2 separate regions of the Drosophila melanogaster genome follow, and region 1 is linked to region 2. A link is a contact called in public HiChIP or PLAC-seq data. All regions are on one chromosome and are shown on one strand. The core of a region is the stretch at or near the end of the contact, and the rest is flanking DNA. Distances in the headings are between cores, read along the strand shown. Region 1 holds the start of CG45080. Region 2 holds the start of pic (piccolo).

What was found. HiChIP or PLAC-seq counts read pairs in DNA pulled down with a chosen protein or histone mark.
Region 1: an H3K27ac HiChIP or PLAC-seq map of the Kc167 cell line shows a contact between it and region 2, with 3 times the contacts expected there. The contact joins the promoter of CG45080 here to the promoter of pic in region 2. A contact is called at or near these places in 3 of 107 Hi-C or Micro-C datasets (the D17-c3 cell line and the S2 cell line) and 2 of 6 datasets of contacts at active chromatin or transcription factors (both in the Kc167 cell line).

The regions. Positions count from the first base shown.
Region 1 is chr3R:13,315,117-13,320,675 of dm6, forward strand. It overlaps CG45080, which reads right to left and starts at 4,154. Exons shown (of 1, transcript NM_001300383.1): 1 at 3,875-4,154. The coding sequence starts at 4,127. The coding sequence ends at 3,960.
Region 2 is chr3R:13,050,329-13,056,107 of dm6, forward strand. It overlaps pic (piccolo), which reads left to right and starts at 1,917. Exons shown (of 7, transcript NM_142000.3): 1 at 1,917-2,141; 2 at 2,295-2,706; 3 at 2,909-3,833; 4 at 3,898-4,249; 5 at 4,313-5,507; 6 at 5,564-5,779. The coding sequence starts at 2,081. CG7966 reads right to left here and starts at 1,125. Exons shown (of 6, transcript NM_141999.3): 1 at 1,066-1,125; 2 at 792-955; 3 at 127-596; 4 at 1-63. The coding sequence starts at 1,078.

The DNA of each region.
Region 1 (5,559 bases), core at 2,904-5,403, 270 kb after region 2:
TCTGTTATATAGGTATGACTTCAGTAGCTTATGTGTGTTTTGGGGCAACAGCTTGATTATTTTAAACAAAAGTCCATCGAGCCACACTCTGTCAAATGCCTGCGCGACGTCTAGAAAAATGGCTGTGCAGTATTCTCGATGTTCAAAAGCAGTACGAATTTCTGACGTGATTCGGTTGACCTGTTCGATGGTTCCATGTTTTTCTCTAAAGCCAAATTGATGTGTTGGAAGTGTGTTGTTTATTCTAAGATGAGGGCTAATCCGAAGGAGTAGCATTTTTTCAAACAGCTTTGAAAGACATGTTAGTAAGCTTATCGGTCTATATGATGATGGCTGCGTTTTATCTTTTCCTGGCTTTGGAATCATTACTATGGTCGACTTTTTCCATTTTTGAGGGAAGTATCCAAGCTTGGCGATTGCGTTGAACAACAGGCAGATGTGAAGAGTAGCACACTTTGGGAGTTCAATGAGCATTCTTGGAGTTATTAGGTCGTAGCCAGGCGATTTTCTTGGGTTCAGTTGCTCTTTGATAACCTTTGCTAGTTCACATGGTCGGAATTCAAAGGGTTCTTGAGGATCTAGATTGGCTGCTATTAAAGGAGGGAGAATAAATGTGTTGGTAGAGGGATTTGGTCGGAATACATTTTGTAAATGGTCAGCGAAAGCACTGGCTCTTTCTTCATCACTTCGAAACCAGGTGCCAGAGGGACTTCGTAGTGGCATAATTGGCGCTATTGGAGTCTTTAGGTTTCTGTGAGCTCTCCAAAGAGGGTACTTAGTGCTGGTGGGAGAGAGTTGCTCGATATATGAACGTTGGCTGTTTTTTTCCTCTTGTTTGAGAGCATTGGTAAGCCTGCGTGTGGCTATCTTAAGCATGTGCTTTGTAATTGGTGATCTATTAGACTGCCAATCCCTTCGTAGGCGTCGTTTATCTAATACCAGCCGCTCGATTTCGCGATTAGTTTTGATGTAGTTTGGTTTTGCATACGTCACTGGCGGGGTTGAAGCCTTTGCAGCCGAAACTAAAATGTTTTCAAGAGTTTCCGTTGACTTGTCTATATCCTCCTTTGTAGATAATGCCGTCGTTAGTTCTATGTGTGAACAGACATACTTTTGATACCTTGGCCAGTTTGTTCTAAAATTTGTGAGTCTATACGGTGGGTCGACGATGTGGGGGCGAGTTAGCATATTTAGAAAAACAGGTGAGTGATCTGATGATAAATCTGCTAGTGCTTCGGCGGTGACCATGTTGCGGGGGACATGTTTAGTAATTGCAAAATCGATCAGGTCTGGGATTTTTCTTGGGTCTGCTGGCCAGTATGTAGGCTTACCCGGGGATACATAGTCTAGCTTGTTTTCTGGCTTCGTAAGCGCATTGTACAATTGCTTACCCTTTGGCGTCACAAGTCGAGATCCCCAATGGGTGTGCTTGGCGTTATAGTCACCCGCTGCGATGAACCTGTCACCTAGTGTGTTAAAGAATTCCATGAATTGATCCTCAGAGATTGGAAAGCGCGGTGGGCAGTAGACTGCGGCTAGAGTCGTTGAACCATTGTTGAGTTGTAAGGCTATGGACGTAGATTGTAAGTAGTTTTTGTCAAAATTGTTTAAGTGGTGGTGTTTTATGCGATTTCTGATGAGTATTCCAGTGCCTCCATGAGCTTTACCATCTGGATGATTTGTACCATAGAACAAGTATCCTGGTATATGAAAATTGTTTTTATTTGTGAGGTGCGTTTCTGATAGTAGCATTACGTCGATGTTTTTTTCGTAAATGAACTGTGTGAGCTCTTGTGTATGCCGTGAAACGCCATTTGCGTTCCACAGAGATATCCGTAGGGAAGCCATTATGGGGATTTTGAAGATACAAGAAGTTGAATCAGGATATTTTGGTTTTTCATGAGCTCTTGCAAAGTATTTTGCATGAACGTCATGAAGTCTTTCATGCTTTGCTGTAGGGTTAGCATCATAGCTTCGATGCCACTTTGTTGTGTTTGTTGGATGTTTGTCGGTGTATGTTCGGAATGAGCAGTTCTTGTCGGTGGGGCGGGCACTTCTAGTCCGGATTTTAGGGCGCTAGCGAAAGAAATTGTTGGAGTAGTGCTTGGGACAGTTAGGGGTGGTTGAAAAATCGGTTGCGGAGAGTAGAAATTGACTTTGTTGTATGTATGTGCTGTGGCAATACGTTTGTTTAGGCGGCTCTTCAATTCTTTGTACACCACACAGCCTCTGTAGTTTGCAGTATGTTTTTCCCCGCAGTTACTGCATTTCTTCACAGACTTATCGTCCTTGTTTTTGGGGCAGTTTGCGGTAGTATGAGGTTCGCTACAGACAACACATACGGACTTTAGGGTGCAGTATGCCTTGGTGTGGCCGTATTCTTGGCAATTAGTACATTGAACTGGATTGATACGTTTGTGCGGCTCCTCCACGGTGATCCTCCGATGTAGCAAGTACTGTAAATTGTATATTGGGTGCACTTCGTTTTTCTTTAGTGCCTGGAGCTCTGGTTCGAGTTCTATTTTGAATAGTGGCTGCGGAACTTTGTCTTTGTTTAAAATATTAATAGCTGTCTTTGCAGAAAAGTTTTTGGCCTTCAGAGCCTCAATTATCTCAGCTGGTGTCACTGTTGCTTCAATGCCCTTAAGTACTACCTGTAGCCCTTTGCAACTTTTTAATTGGTATGTGTAGTAGTTTTTACCAGCATCATTTAGGTATTTAGTCACTATACGGTGGTCTGCTTCTGTTTGGATCTGTAGTTTTATTTCATGAATATTTCCTTTTTTAAGTGGGATAATGTGGAACTTGCTGTCACCAATCAAAGCAACGAGTTTATTTACAAGTGCATTTGTACTTTGTTCTCGTATGAAAATTGGTGGAGGCCTGGTCTTTTTTGGTTCCCCTACCGTTTTTTCGTTGGGTTGTTCGGTCGCAGAATCAGCCAAGATAGCATATCGGTTTGAATTATTTACTGCAGAGTTTTCATTGCCGTTGTTGGTTCGATTGATTTTGGGTTGATTACCTGCCTTATTGTTTTGAGGGCTGAGCTTTCTCTTGATTTGGATGTAGCGATCCATGCCAGTCTGCACAGTCGAAATCGACTTCTGCTTTTGTTTTGATTCTTCTTTACGTGCATTATTGTTGTTGCAAACGGTCAGTGCTGCTGAATTATTTACAGCTGGCACAGCGATAATTAGTTGGGCCGCTGACGAAGTTGATGTTGTGGTAGCAGTGGCAGTTGCCAGTGGGGTCACTGCACTCGTTATTGCAGTGTTACAGTTACCCGGGACGGTCGTTTGGCGCTGCGTGAGGAGCGGGGTAGGAGAGGCGGTCTCTTCGCTCCACGACTTGTGAGCCGAAGCAGGCAGAGAGGGAGAGCAAGAACGCGGTCTGTCGTTCTCTGAGGGCAAAAGTTTCGAGTTAGTTGAAGGTGAGGGTGCTCGATCACCGATTTGCGGTGAGACGAAAGAAAAGTATGCATTGTTGCGTTGTAAAGAGAGCCGGCGCTCGTCTTGTTCACATTGTCGCTGAGAACGTATGTCGTTTTGATTCATTGTTCTAAGTCCACATATAACAATTACCAGAACAATATGGAATAATTATTTATTTTAGTAAATAATTACTATAGTCAATAATTGTTAGTTGTGCAAACTGCACTTTACACTTTGTGTTTAACTTTCACTATACTGTTGTAGTTTTTAGAACTTGCTATTCGTAGCTTGAAAGAAACACGTCTCCACCCGAAGACTGTGGAATGCCGAAAAAGAAGGGATAGGTGACGAGGAATAGTTATGGTTGTTCCTTTCCAAGTTTTAGCAAACCTACATATGTAATATTTTTCGTCATAATTTGAAAAATGGTTGAACATGATGGTGTACTCTAATGCGACTAAAATGGTTTATTTGTTTTCATTTTCCAAATACAATATATATGTTTACGGCAATGGAGAGTCCAAATTTCTAATCGTTGTTAGAGGCGGTGGAAGCGGTTGTGGTGGTAATCCAGGGGCAAAAAGGTGACCGCAACATGCAGGCAATTAGGAAGAAGGTGGCCTCAGTTGCCGGAGTGCTGATCAGCATCAGGAGGGAAACCACCAAGATGGCCATCAGGAAAGTGGAAGACTGCATGATGATTTTGTGATAGTTTTACTCTGCTTGATCCAGAACCACCTTTTCCTCCGATAAATCCCCTATTTATACGAACTCCGAGTCTGCGGCACTATTGTTGCAAACAGACCCAGCAAATTTGCTAAGATGCTACGGCAATTGTTCATAAACACTTGCCGCAAGATTGCACGCATTTGCATTGCCCTACTACTTTCATGTAGAATTCAAACAAAATACCGCTGTTAAACAAATTAAAATGTCTCACGCGTGCAGCTCTTTATTTGCACACGCTTTCAGCTGAAGTCGGTAGTTAGAATACAATAATTTTCTAATATTTGTTTTGGCGAAATCGACAAGCAAACACGAGTATATTATTTTTCTAGTGTAGTCGAATGTAAAATAGTTTTTCGTCTTAAAGTTTTAACATTGTTTTCCATAGTTTTCATAACATAGAAGTTTGAGAGTGGCCATTTTTACTGGGTTTATGTACACTTTATAGGGTCGGAATCACTTTCCTCTACCGATTACATACTTTCCAACGAATCCAGCATACGATTAACGAGTATAACAATATATTTTCTTTAAGTGTCAAAGGCCTATAAGACACCATTGGAAAAGTTATTCAAAGAGGAACTAACAAGACTTTCAATTATATTTTATGTGAATTTTTATGGCTTGTTTCTCGGCACACGCACATGATTGGCTTCGATTGTAACTAAATCCGTTGATTGCCAGATTTCGACCTTGAGGAGAAACTCTGTCCATATTTATGTGTTTATTATCCCACACGAGGGAAACATTTCATTGCATACTTTCTGGCTGTGTGACCAATGAAATAGCGGAACCGGAAATACCTAACGGAGCGCTAGTGTTTGTTTAATTCCGTTTGGCTGGGATTTTATATGGCCAAAAGTGTTTATGCTCTGTGGCCAGCATGAGGGACATCAAACACGGCCTTTGTTGACAAGATCTGACGTAAACAGGACACTCTCCGAAATTGTTTACGAGTGGAATTGATAGCGCTGTGTAACCGATTAGGAGGACGCTCGAAAGTCAATCAGAATCACTCAAATGATCCGAGGCCAATACGCAAAAACGGAAAAAATGATGACGACATGTCCTGGGCTGTGGCCCATGGGACTGCATAAATTCGAATTCGGCATCGCTAAATTATCGCTATCATTCGCACAATAAATGACAATATTTTGCAGCAGCAATGAAAATTCAACTTGGGCCCCAATATTCTGCCGACACCATGGCAACGATTTATCTTTATATGCGACTGTTTCGATTTGATTTCGCTCGTAAATGTCCCGGGTCAGCGGCGATTTAAGGTTAAATATCCGTTTGCCGGAATCTTTAAGAAGCGTTTAGCCGCCACGCGCCAAGGTCGCACCACAATTGACTTGTCTGGGCCGCCCAACTATTAATGCATTGTACGAGGCCCAATTGA
Region 2 (5,779 bases), core at 667-3,166:
TTGTAGAAGTTGAGACGACAGCCGTACTGAGACATATCCTCCAGGTCAACATTCTTCCAGCCTCTGAAAAAAAGGTTGACAAATATTATGATAAACTATGTATTTAGTGGTTATATCGAGACTAACCGTCGCCATTTATTGGGAGCTCCCCATTCCGAAGAAACCATGACATCGAAATATGGCTGATACCAGAAATCGTATCCGCACAATGCCTTCTTATCGCCCTTGGTCCAAGTACCGATGCAATTGAAGTCCGAATCGAAGAGGATAAAGTCACCCTTGGCATATCCCTCTGCATCGCCCATCACGGATATCATGATGTTCCCATTGGCCAAACAGTGTGTGGTATGCGGAGCCGTCACATTGTGGCTCTTCAAGACATCACCATCAATGGTCTTGACAATCTCGGGCTTTCGCGGATCCGTAACCACATCGAGTATGTATATAAAGTCGGAATTTAGGGACGGTAATACCAGCCTATCTCTTTTTGGCACCGTCTTAGAGCTCTCGTCGACATAGTAACAACTGGAGCAGGCGTTCCAGCCAGAATGATGCAGTTCATCACCCTTGCGATTTGTAAACGTACGGTGCACTATCTGCAAAATGATGTTAATAATGATGTAAATATGGAATCTGTAATACAAATATCCGAATTGGAAATATACATATATTCGAAAGTGATTGCTATAAATCCATTGATATAAAATCCAATTGAGCTAATTATTAAGTACATAGTATTGTTTGTCCCGCAAGATAAATGATCGAATAGTGTAGATACCTGATTTATTTACCTGACAGTAGGTGGGGCTCTCGGGATCCACGTCGACTGTGGACAGATAATCGCCGTGCGGCTCATCCAAGTTGGGCTGAACGGTGACCGTGTAGAGGAGCTTCTCCCGGGGACCACTCCTCATGGCGTCCAGGGGGGTTGCGTAACCCGGTCCTCGGCAACAGGCTTGGGAATAACAATTCAATTATCAAAATTGCTCGGGATTGTCTTTATCAAAGATTCAGGGCATGTGTTTGCAGTACAATGTGTACATATACGTCTCTTGTTTTTCTTACTTTTATTGGACATTGCTTGGCGGTTGTTGTGGGTCGAAGAACAGCGGCAAACTGAATATCAAACGATGTTGAGCGGGAGCTTTATATATTGGGGCTCTCTCGGAGATACTTATCTTTATACTCTCTTAAAGCATTTACTAAAGAGAACCGGTTCGGCCGGCTTTCTTATCACTAATACAGGTAAGGTCAGGTCAGTAATGTGTATAGATTAGGTTTAGCTCGTTTTCGTGGACTTATTGAACATGAGGAACATATGTATAATAATAAAAAACCAAAACAAACAACGCCCCTAGAGATAAGGCTATATAATTTATTTACTTAAATTAAGCTCATTTCTATTTTAGACATTTTCTCTTGTCTTCGTTATTTATTTTTAATTAGTATATTATATTTAATTATACGTATTCAATACAAGAAAATAAGTAAACAAGTAAATAACTTGTAGGGGAATATCTGAACAATCTGTCATGTAATAACAATGATTGCTTTAGAAATTTAAGTAAAGTGTGGGTAATAGTGGTATTAAAGGCACTTATTACAAAAGCTATTTTCAAACAGTTTCAGTTTAACCGCAATTTGAAGGCGTCCCAGAGCTGCAAAGAAACGAAATCGATTTTTCTTGCCAAAAGAGAGAGTTGGGGCAACACAACACATATCGATATTCGTTTTTTTCTGGCTTATGCGATGACTGTAAATGATCTTCTAGACTTTTATGGAAATCTTAAATGTGTCATTTGCTTGTACAAGAATCAAAACAAGCTTATAAAATCCACGCGCTCTCTGCAACATAATTTATATTGAACATAAATGGAATACCTTCCAAAATAAAAAGTATATTTTCCTGAGCCGGACAGTATTAGTTCTTAACAGTTGAACGGTCACACTACGTGTCAGGAAACATTTTAGCGCGTTAAAAGTCAGCGAAAACGATTTTTATCCTCGTGGCGGCTGACTAGTCCAAAGTTGAAGAGCTCTATCGAATTAAGGATAACCTGATCCTGGACAGTGTGCAGTCATGTCGCATCACTACGTGGTGACGGCGCAAAAGCCGACGGCCGTTGTTGCCTGCCTAACAGGTAAGAACAAGAGAGCGTGTGAAAGAGAGGGGCTCCCTATGCGGTCTCCCCCGGCGAAAACAGAAAACAAGCATGTTTGCCGGTCGCCGGATTACACAAGCCCATGAAACAGATTTGTTTGCTTAGCACCGGCTTCTTTGGTATGCTCCTCAGGCAACTTCACCTCGCCCACGGATCTCAATTTGATCATTGCCCGGAACAATCAGGTGGAAATCGATCTGGTCACGCCGGAGGGACTGCGCCCCCTAAAAGAGATCAACATAAATGGCACCATTGCCGTGATGCGCCACTTCCGACCGCCCGACAGCAACAAGGATTTGCTCTTCATACTGACGCGTCGTTACAACGTCATGATCCTCGAGGCCCGTATGGTCAACGACGTCATCACGGTGGTGACCAAGGCCAATGGTAATGTTTCCGACTCGGTGGGCATCCCCTCCGAAGGAGGAGTTATTGCGGCCATCGATCCCAAGGCTAGGGTCATCGGAATGTGCCTTTACCAGGGGCTGTTCACCATCATTCCGATGGACAAGGATGCTAGCGAGCTGAAAGCCACAAATCTTAGGTAATTCCGGTGAATTCTATAGTAGTTTGACAAATACGTGTGAGCATGACATCGGCGCCTTATCATGTTTTACCCTGTTTTGTATTTTTAATGAATCATTTTCATTTTTTCATTCACTACTAGTTACTAGTAAGTAACTAGTAAATGTTTTATGATTGAAGCTGTATTAAGCTCCAAAATAATGTATCCCTTCACCCTTCAGAATGGATGAGCTAAACGTGTACGATGTTGAGTTTCTGCACGGCTGCTTGAATCCCACAGTTATCGTGATCCACAAGGACAGCGATGGCCGGCACGTAAAGTCGCACGAGATTAATCTGCGGGATAAGGAGTTTATGAAAATCGCATGGAAGCAGGACAACGTGGAAACAGAGGCCACAATGCTGATCCCGGTGCCGTCGCCCATCGGTGGTGTTATCGTCATTGGTCGGGAATCGATTGTATACCATGACGGAAGCAACTATCACGCTGTGGCGCCGCTCACTTTTCGCCAAAGCACCATCAACTGTTACGCCCGTGTGAGTAGCAATGGATTGCGCTATCTGCTGGGTAACATGGATGGTCAGCTGTATATGCTGTTCCTTGGGACCGCCGAAACTAGCAAGGGAGTGACTGTGAAGGACATAAAAGTGGAGCAACTAGGCGAGATCTCTATACCAGAGTGCATTACATACCTAGACAATGGTTTCCTTTACATTGGAGCACGTCATGGAGACTCGCAGTTGGTGCGCTTGAATTCGGAGGCCATCGACGGGTCATATGTCGTGCCTGTAGAGAATTTCACCAATCTAGCTCCCATTCTGGACATTGCTGTGGTCGATCTGGATCGCCAGGGACAGGGCCAAATCATCACATGCTCGGGAAGCTTTAAGGATGGATCTCTACGCATAATTCGCATAGGCATCGGCATTCAGGAGCATGCCTGCATCGATCTCCCCGGCATTAAGGGCATGTGGTCTCTAAAGGTGGGAGTCGATGAGAGTCCGTATGAGAACACTTTGGTGCTGGCTTTTGTGGGACACACAAGGATTCTCACGCTTTCTGGTGAAGAGGTGGAAGAGACCGAGATTCCCGGATTTGCCAGCGATCTGCAGACTTTCCTTTGCTCAAATGTGGATTATGATCAGGTGAGTTGCCACACAAATCCTACTATCCAGAATCAATTTAATTAATATTTACCTTTTACTTCAGTTGATTCAAGTTACTTCGGATAGCGTTCGCTTGGTTAGCAGTGCCACTAAAGCCCTTGTGGCCGAATGGCGTCCTACTGGCGATCGTACCATCGGTGTTGTGTCCTGCAACACTACCCAGATCTTGGTTGCCTCCGCATGCGACATATTCTACATAGTTATTGAAGATGGAAGCCTCCGCGAGCAGTCCCGCCGAACATTGGCATATGAGGTAGCCTGTTTGGACATCACTCCCTTGGATGAGACTCAAAAAAAGTCGGATTTGGTGGCGGTGGGCCTATGGACCGATATATCTGCTGTTATCCTGTCGCTGCCTGATCTTGAGACCATCTACACCGAAAAACTAAGCGGAGGTAAGCAGAAAAAACGTTGACCAGCTATGTAGAACTATAAATCAATGTATTTATTTTTGGCAGAAATAATTCCCCGCTCCATTCTGATGACCACATTTGAGGGAATCCATTATCTGCTTTGCGCTTTGGGCGACGGTTCCATGTATTACTTTATCATGGACCAAACCACTGGGCAACTGACGGACAAGAAGAAAGTCACTCTCGGTACACAACCAACCACGCTCCGCACCTTCCGATCCTTATCTACCACTAATGTGTTTGCCTGCTCTGATCGTCCCACGGTGATTTACTCGTCGAACCACAAGTTGGTGTTCTCTAACGTAAATCTGAAGGAGGTCAACCACATGTGCTCCTTAAATGCTCAGGCGTATCCAGATAGTTTGGCGCTGGCGAACAAGAACGCTGTTATTTTGGGCACTATTGATGAGATTCAGAAGCTGCATATTCGAACAGTGCCTCTTGGGGAAGGACCACGCAGAATTGCTTACCAAGAGTCGTCGCAGACTTTTGCTGTGTCCACCCTGCGTATTGATGTCCATGGAAGAGGCGGAGCTAAACCACTTCGCAATAGTGCCTCTACACAGGCCCAAAACATAACGTGTAGCTCGAATTTCCTACCCAAACCGGGTGGTGGTAATTCCACGGCTGCAAATGCGGAAGTTGGTCAAGAGATCGATGTACACAATCTACTGGTCATCGATCAAAACACGTTCGAGGTTCTGCACGCCCACCAATTCGTTGCACCCGAAACTATATCCTCTCTAATGTCCGCCAAACTGGGCGATGATCCCAACACTTACTATGTGGTGGCCACATCACTTGTAATTCCAGAAGAACCGGAGCCGAAGGTTGGAAGGATTATCATCTTCCATTATCACGAGAACAAGCTTACACAAGTGGCCGAGACCAAGGTGGATGGAACTTGCTATGCCCTGGTTGAGTTCAATGGCAAGGTCCTGGCAGGAATCGGTAGTTTTGTCCGTCTATACGAGTGGACCAATGAGAAGGAGTTGCGCATGGAGTGCAACATTCAAAATATGATTGCTGCTTTGTTTCTGAAGGCCAAGGGCGATTTTATATTGGTTGGAGATCTGATGCGCTCCATCACGCTGCTGCAGCACAAGCAGATGGAGGGAATCTTTGTCGAGATCGCGCGCGACTGCGAACCCAAGTGGATGCGAGCGGTCGAGATTCTTGACGACGATACGTTCCTAGGATCCGAGACAAATGGAAATCTGTTCGTGTGCCAGAAGGACAGGTAAGTGAAATAGGCTTCTTGAAATCAAGACACAAATTCACATGAAATCCTTTCAGTGCTGCTACCACCGATGAGGAGCGTCAGTTGCTACCGGAATTGGCGCGTTTTCATTTGGGCGATACGGTGAACGTTTTCCGTCACGGATCTCTGGTGATGCAGAACGTTGGTGAGCGAACTACGCCGATCAATGGATGTGTTCTGTACGGAACATGCAACGGAGCCATTGGCATTGTAACCCAGATACCGCAGGACTTCTACGACTTCCTGCACGG